Regions from separate parts of the Sus scrofa genome. Here region 1 is linked to region 2. A link is a contact called in public HiChIP or PLAC-seq data. All regions are on one chromosome and are shown on one strand. Each heading gives the region's core, a stretch centred on a gene start, on an enhancer-like site or on the middle of the called end of the contact. The rest is flanking DNA. Distances are from core to core; before and after follow the strand shown. Region 1 has its middle 250 kb from the start of TRNAE-UUC. Region 2 has its middle 130 kb from the start of KLF4.

Region 1 (3,198 bases), core at 442-2,941, 550 kb after region 2:
CTGTGAATGGGTTGCACGGAGTGTTGGTTATGACTATTCTCTTTCTTCCCTTTCCTTCTCAGTTTTACCTCCAAGGCTTTCTTTAACATCACTTTGGTTTTTAGAGGAATTAAACAATATTGACTTTAAAAAGACACCCACCAAGTATCCTGCCCCCAGCGAGGTGTGTTACAGAAATTATCTCACTTATCATCACAGTGATGGGTTAACTCTCCCCTCCTTTAGAGTTAAACAAATGCAGCTCCATGGAGTTTCCTGTGGTTTGGGACCAGCTTTTAAGCCCAGCTAAGTCTGACACTCCACCTTGCCTCCTGGGAAAGGCCTTGAGGACCCCTACAACCTAATTCAATGTTGCATCCATGAGGGACTTGCCCGAGGTCACAGAGCAAGTTACAATCAGCACCAGGGTTAGAACTCACAGCTCCTGATGCTGAGGCCAGTACTCCCAAGTTCTTTCTCCTATGTGTGTTTGAGTCACAATTTCCTGACCCAGAGAGGAAACATCTAAATCATTCTTTCCAAAACTCTCAACCAGGAATCTCTAGTTTGACAAAGAAACCTCAGAGGCTGCTTTCTTTGTGGAGCTTCTAATCCTGGAGCAGGGTGGAGAGAACGGTGGTGGTGGGGGGGTTGGTTAGAGAGAGATCTTCAGGAGCTTAGTTCCTGTTTATCTACATGTCATTCTTTTAGTCCCTGAGGCTATAACATCCATTTAGAAAGATTAATTCAAATGTGATTGAGGACAGAGAAAGGAGAGCTAAGGGGGAGGCAGAGAGAGGGAGGAAGAAAGTAGAATTGTCTAAGCTTTAGAAGAAAGAACCTAAGGTATTACTAATTCTCAAAGAGGTCTCACTTCTTACAGACAAGTTGCTCCTTGGGAAATCACAGGCAGGTGAAAGTAGCTCCGTGATTCTTTTATTATCCATGAACCTGGCTTTTCTTTCCAGCATTCTCAGGTGCGCTGGAGGTCCTGGGAAGAGAGAGGGCTTTTTCAAAAGACACTTCCACCTCCTAATCCCTGTGCCTACAAACCAAATATTGATCTATTTAGTAAACCAGCCTGTGGGAGGAGAGATTGTAAAGCCCTGTTTACTCAGCAGTTGGGCCCCCCTGACAGCTGTTCAATGGGGGATTATGATGTCACAGTGGTAATTACACTATAAACAAGGGATAGGGAGAATAAAGCATGAAAGGAAACTGTGGGGTTCGTTACTAGGCAACACAAAATATGTAACCAGAAACCCGACAAGCATGTAAATTTCCTTGCAAGCCTCCCAGATGTCCTCACTTTATGGCCAGCACACAGTTTCAGTTTCAATTTGTTTATTTGCCCTTCTTCAATCACAAATGTGGAGCAGAGAATGTTGAAAGAAAGAAAAGAAAGCAAAGAAAAATGAGGGGAAAGGAGGGCTTGTACTTTCTTCCTAGGATGTAAAAGGTCGGGAAAAAGCTCAGGGGCTTAGCCTTCTCTCTTCAGAAAGATGTAGGGGTCACTGTCCAAGGGAGCTTTATCAAGGAAGTAAGCCAAAGACAACAAAGAAAGTGAGCCAAGGGAAAAGAAAAAGAAAAATGGAACAAAAAGTAAGAGGATGAAACTAAATAAATGGGAGAAGGAAGACAACTCCATGGCATGATGGGCTCCCAGGGACTAGAAGGGGCGCTGGAGTCCTCACTGCTACAGCCCCACCTAGTGGTTGCCCCACATCTTTCATACTTCGGGTGCTGAAGCTCCAGTAACCCTGCCTTTCTTTGAGCAGCTTTATCCAAAAGTTTTTATGATGAGCTCAAATCAGCTTCCCAATTATGAACAGCTCTCCTCATCCCCAGGACAAGAAGTCACAGCCTCACAGAGATCTGGAAACAATGACCAGAATACTGTTTTTCTTCTTTTCGATTCTCATCCCAGCAATAGTTTTCCCTCCCAACAGCTTTTTCTAGATGAGATTGTTTCTTGCTCAACCCTCTGAACGACTTTCAATTTGTCAATGCTCCTCTTATAATCTAGGATTTGAAACTAGACACACCCTCTTAGGTGAGGTCTGACCTCAGAGAACTAAACAGGATCCACCACTATTCTCCCCAGCCCCGCCCCCCCAATCCACTTGTTTGGGAGAGCTGTAGAGGCTTGCGGGAGACAGCCGGAACAGGCCCATGAGAACCGATCGTTAAATTTTCAGGAATTCTGTGAGGTCGTTTTTTAAACCATTGACAGCTTGAAATCAGCCATGATGACAGTATTTACGCCACAGATATTGGCAAATACAACAGATCAGGCTTCCCTTCCATCCTCTAGAGAGCTGGTTTACCAGCAACCACTGCTCTGACCAATCATATTCAATCTCTTTTGGAATTTAGTGATTCACAGAGGGTAGGCAGAAACCTTTAGCCACAGATCTACAAACCACAGACCTCCATACACAAGCTACAAGCAGTCACTCTCACTAGATCTAAGGAACATGGATCAGGATTTTAGTTCTTCTATCTACAGTGACCACCTTTGCTGACTGAGAACACTTCTCTTGGATCTGATTGACACTGTGGCCACATAAACTTCCACAGGGCACTCCCTGAGTCAGATACGAAATGACCAGGTTGAGGGAGAAAAAAAAAAAAATGTCCATTGAACCGCATTGTAGATGCTGCTATTACTGACACGGGCACAAACACAGAAGCTGGTACAATCAATGGCTTTTCTGCAAACTTGGAAATTCTCTCGAATTTCTGTTCTTAAATTCTAGTATTAACTATCTAGAATGACAGTCTGGTGACAGGGCTAAATTCCAGTCCTGAATGAGCCAGTCCTTTGGGGTCTGAATGGAAGCTTATCCCTGTCCCTCCCTGGGCCTCAGTTTCCCTGACAGCCGTGAGGGTTGAGTCTCAGGACTTTTAAATCCAGATGGCTTTTGCAGCTGGCTCCAGCTTGGGCCACGGTACTGACATCCTTATAAGTGCGTGAGCAGAACTTGGCATTGGATGAGCAGCGTTTTTCCACAAGTAATTCTCACTGTGTGGACTTGTGTCCCGCCTCCACTCTCCTGTTGTCCTGGGGATGATTTGTTTGTTGTGACTCTCCTCGGATATACTATAAATGCTGATGAAGTTGTCCTCGATGTTGCAGCTCTGGGCCATGTTATCTCCTAGAGAGTCTCACCCAAATCCAAGCTAATTTTAAGTCACTTCCCCAAGCCAGGCAATCAA
Region 2 (3,003 bases), core at 207-2,706:
GACAAACACGTATAACCCAATCTGTCTCTGAGAGCTGTCCCTCACATTCCCATAACCTCTTCATGTGGTCCAACTATTACGGGTTGAATGCTTTAAATATCAGGCATTGTTTTAGGGATTCAGCCCTGGAGTCTCGATCCTCATGTGTGAGAAAATTACTGATTTTTCCCTAAATGAAACATCTTTGCCTTTTCCACCCAGATAATAGCTTTGCGTTATCTCTGCAATGCCAAAACAATTAAGGGTGTCATTTCATCTTTCATCAGCACGTTGGGCTCAGGTGAAAAACTCTGCCAGAAATCTTGAAATATCTTGCTCCTTTAGACATCAGAAGGCTGGGAGATTTCCCATTATTAATTGAAATCAAAACTTCTCTGTGGCCCAGAGCAAGGGCAGAACTGTTATTTCACAGATCAGCAGGAAAGCTCACCACCACTGTTTTGCTTGGTATTCATTTTATTTAGGGGGTAGGAGGCACAGAAGAAAGGTGGTTTCCAGAATGATACATCCATGCTGCTGTGTGAATGCAGTCAAGGGAGGCGACTAAGGCTCAGGGAAGCAATGCCCATGCGTGCACTGGGCAACCATTCCATGTCTCCCGAGCCTCAGTTTCCTTTCATGTAAAATAGGGGTCATGGAACCTCCCTGGTGAGGTTTAAATGAATGCACGCAAGAGGAAACAGTGGGATGGCAGACAGGGTCATGTACTGTTCACCGTGTCTGTGCTGCTGAGACAGGGACGTGGGCTCATCGAGGGGGGCACTTCCTCCTTTTCTATTTTGCTGGTCCCTGGACAGGTCAGAGGTGAGGGCAGTGGTGAGGAGTTCTGAGGAAATCTGTAGCGTGGCTGGATAGCATGCTTCTAGGAAGTCTGTATTCGCCTCTGAAATTGCTGGACATTGCAAGGATTTGTCCCATTTTGGAGTGTAGGAGGCTGATTCTTGTTTGTTCCCAGGCCTGCTTTGCAGGATGCAGTTCCAGCATTTCAAGGGGCTGGAGAGGGGGGATTTGACGAGAAAGAGTGGGTACCATGGTGTGTAGGACAGGCAGGCTTTTTTAGCGGCAGCTTGTGTGTGCCCTCGGGCTCCCCGCCACCCTCCTTCTGCCACAGCATCCTTCCTTCCCGTCTCCAGGGAGGCAGGACCCAGAACCCATGCCCAGCCCAGCGCGCTCGAGCCAGGCTGCTCTTGCCGGCTTCTCCGGGGCTCCGCGAGGCTCGGCTGGCCTGGGTGGTGGGCCCGGGTCCCCAGGTCGCCGGCGCTGGCCCTCGCGACGCTCCGGTGCGCGCAGGAGCGCGCGGGCCTCCCCGCAGGCCCCGCGCCCAGCCGGCCTCGGGAACTGACCAGGCCGCGTGTGAGCGCCGGGATTCCTGCTCAGGCCTTAAATATGCCGGTTATTTTTATCTCCCTACGTCAGGCGGCGAAGACCATCCCACCAGTGGCCGCGGCGGCTGCTACACAATGTTTCCCTTTAGTCGGGAGGGGAAATGGAGGGAGGCCAGACTTCCTGATCACATGGTGCTGAAGTCAATGAAAAAAAATTAAGGGGGACCCCTCCCTTTTTCTGCAGTGCCCGATCCAGGTTCCCCCCTCCCGCTCCCCCCCACCCAGCCCCCTTGGGCTCCCCGCGTCGGAAAGCGGCAAAGGCTCCAGGCGTAGGGCCAGCGAGGCAGGAGAGAGAGCAAACATAAACACGAGATTGTTGCAGTAATTGGTGCTCTGAAAACACTGAGGAAATGAGAGGCTTGTACGAAACATCAGCCGACAAGAAACGGGGTGATGTCAGACAGCCTTCCAGGATTAGAAACCCTTAAAAGCTCCGAGCCCGCGGCCGCGGAGGAAAGTGTTCCGCTCTCCCGGGTAGGGAGCCGGGATCCCGCGATTCTGCGCTCGCCATCGCCTCTGCCTCGCTTTTCCCCTTTCCTTTTTCTTTTCCTTTTCCTTTTCTTTCTGTCCTTTCTTCTTTTTTTCTTTCTTCGATCTCTTTCTCTTTTATTTCTTTTTCCTTTTCACAAAGAAGGAAAAGGAGCGACCGTATCAAGTATTTTACATTTCTAAGGCACTGGTACTTTTAGATCTTTCCTTGACTTTGAAATACCAAACCGGACTCAACACCCACATCAATCCCAAGGCAGCAAATGACACTTCCAGCATCCCTTGTTGGAGTTTGCTCTTTCTTCCTCCCAGTCCCCTTCCTGATTCCGCTTTTCAGGTTAGAACTGCACCGTTGCAGTAATGTCCACGCATGTGGAGGGGCTGAAATAAACAGGAAGCATTTACCAAGGACAAGCTTGCCAAGAAAAGGGGATTCAATCTTTGCCAAAATCTGGCATTTTCAAAGAAGATAAGACTTCCTCATAACATGTCACCCAGCCTCCAGGGCTGCGGCCTCATTTTCTTTTCCTGGTTTGAGACAATTAGGAAAACTAAAAGCACACAGAGAGTACACACACACACACACACACACACACACACACACACTCATTCCTCACTCCCCTTCCCCACAACTCACGCATAGCTAACACCAGCCAGCAGGGCCTTGTCCTAGTCCACCTGGAACCTGCCTGTGTCTTTAAGTTTGAGGCCAGGTCTCATCTGTTCAGTGACACAAAAGGTGCCGCCTATCCAGGCTTTCTCTCCTGGTGTTTGCCAGGATTAATGAGGCAATGTTTGGAAAGGGCTTGAGCCCCTCCAACCAAAGGCACCCACGGACACCTTTTCAAAGAATGATTTATGTCCAACTTTACCCAAATAGGAACCAAAAGAGGATTTTCTGTTTTTTCATCTTTAGAACAGATGAATTCAGCACCTGGATCCTTGCATTTCTGAAGCTTTAGACTCTGCCTTATTAATTGCTCTGTCACCTCTCCTGGGAGGGCAGGCTTTTTCCATCTCTTTCTAAGACCCAGTAAAAGGTCACATCAAGGTCGAGCCTGTATGCCCTCGGAGGAATTGGACAGGTTCCAAAGACTTGGGTTCCCCTCACAGCTGCTCATGTGAGAAC

What was found. HiChIP or PLAC-seq counts read pairs in DNA pulled down with a chosen protein or histone mark.
Region 1: an H3K27ac HiChIP or PLAC-seq map of skeletal muscle shows a contact between it and region 2, with 4 times the contacts expected there. The contact joins two enhancer-like sites. A contact is called at or near these places in 2 of 47 Hi-C or Micro-C datasets (embryonic fibroblasts and epiblast stem cells) and 1 of 2 datasets of contacts at active chromatin or transcription factors (skeletal muscle).

What each region holds. Positions count from the first base shown.
Region 1 is chr1:249,289,985-249,293,182 of Sscrofa11.1, forward strand. No RefSeq gene overlaps it. Among named protein-coding and RNA genes, the nearest start is that of TRNAE-UUC, 250 kb to the right of the region's middle. Within about 2 kb of position 1,692, at least 29 of the 83 cell types and tissues checked have an H3K27ac peak or open chromatin away from gene starts, as enhancers often do. A contact at or near this core is called in skeletal muscle, where this site is marked.
Region 2 is chr1:248,740,270-248,743,272 of Sscrofa11.1, forward strand. No RefSeq gene overlaps it. Among named protein-coding and RNA genes, the nearest start is that of KLF4, 130 kb to the left of the region's middle. Within about 2 kb of position 1,457, at least 56 of the 83 cell types and tissues checked have an H3K27ac peak or open chromatin away from gene starts, as enhancers often do. A contact at or near this core is called in skeletal muscle, where this site is marked.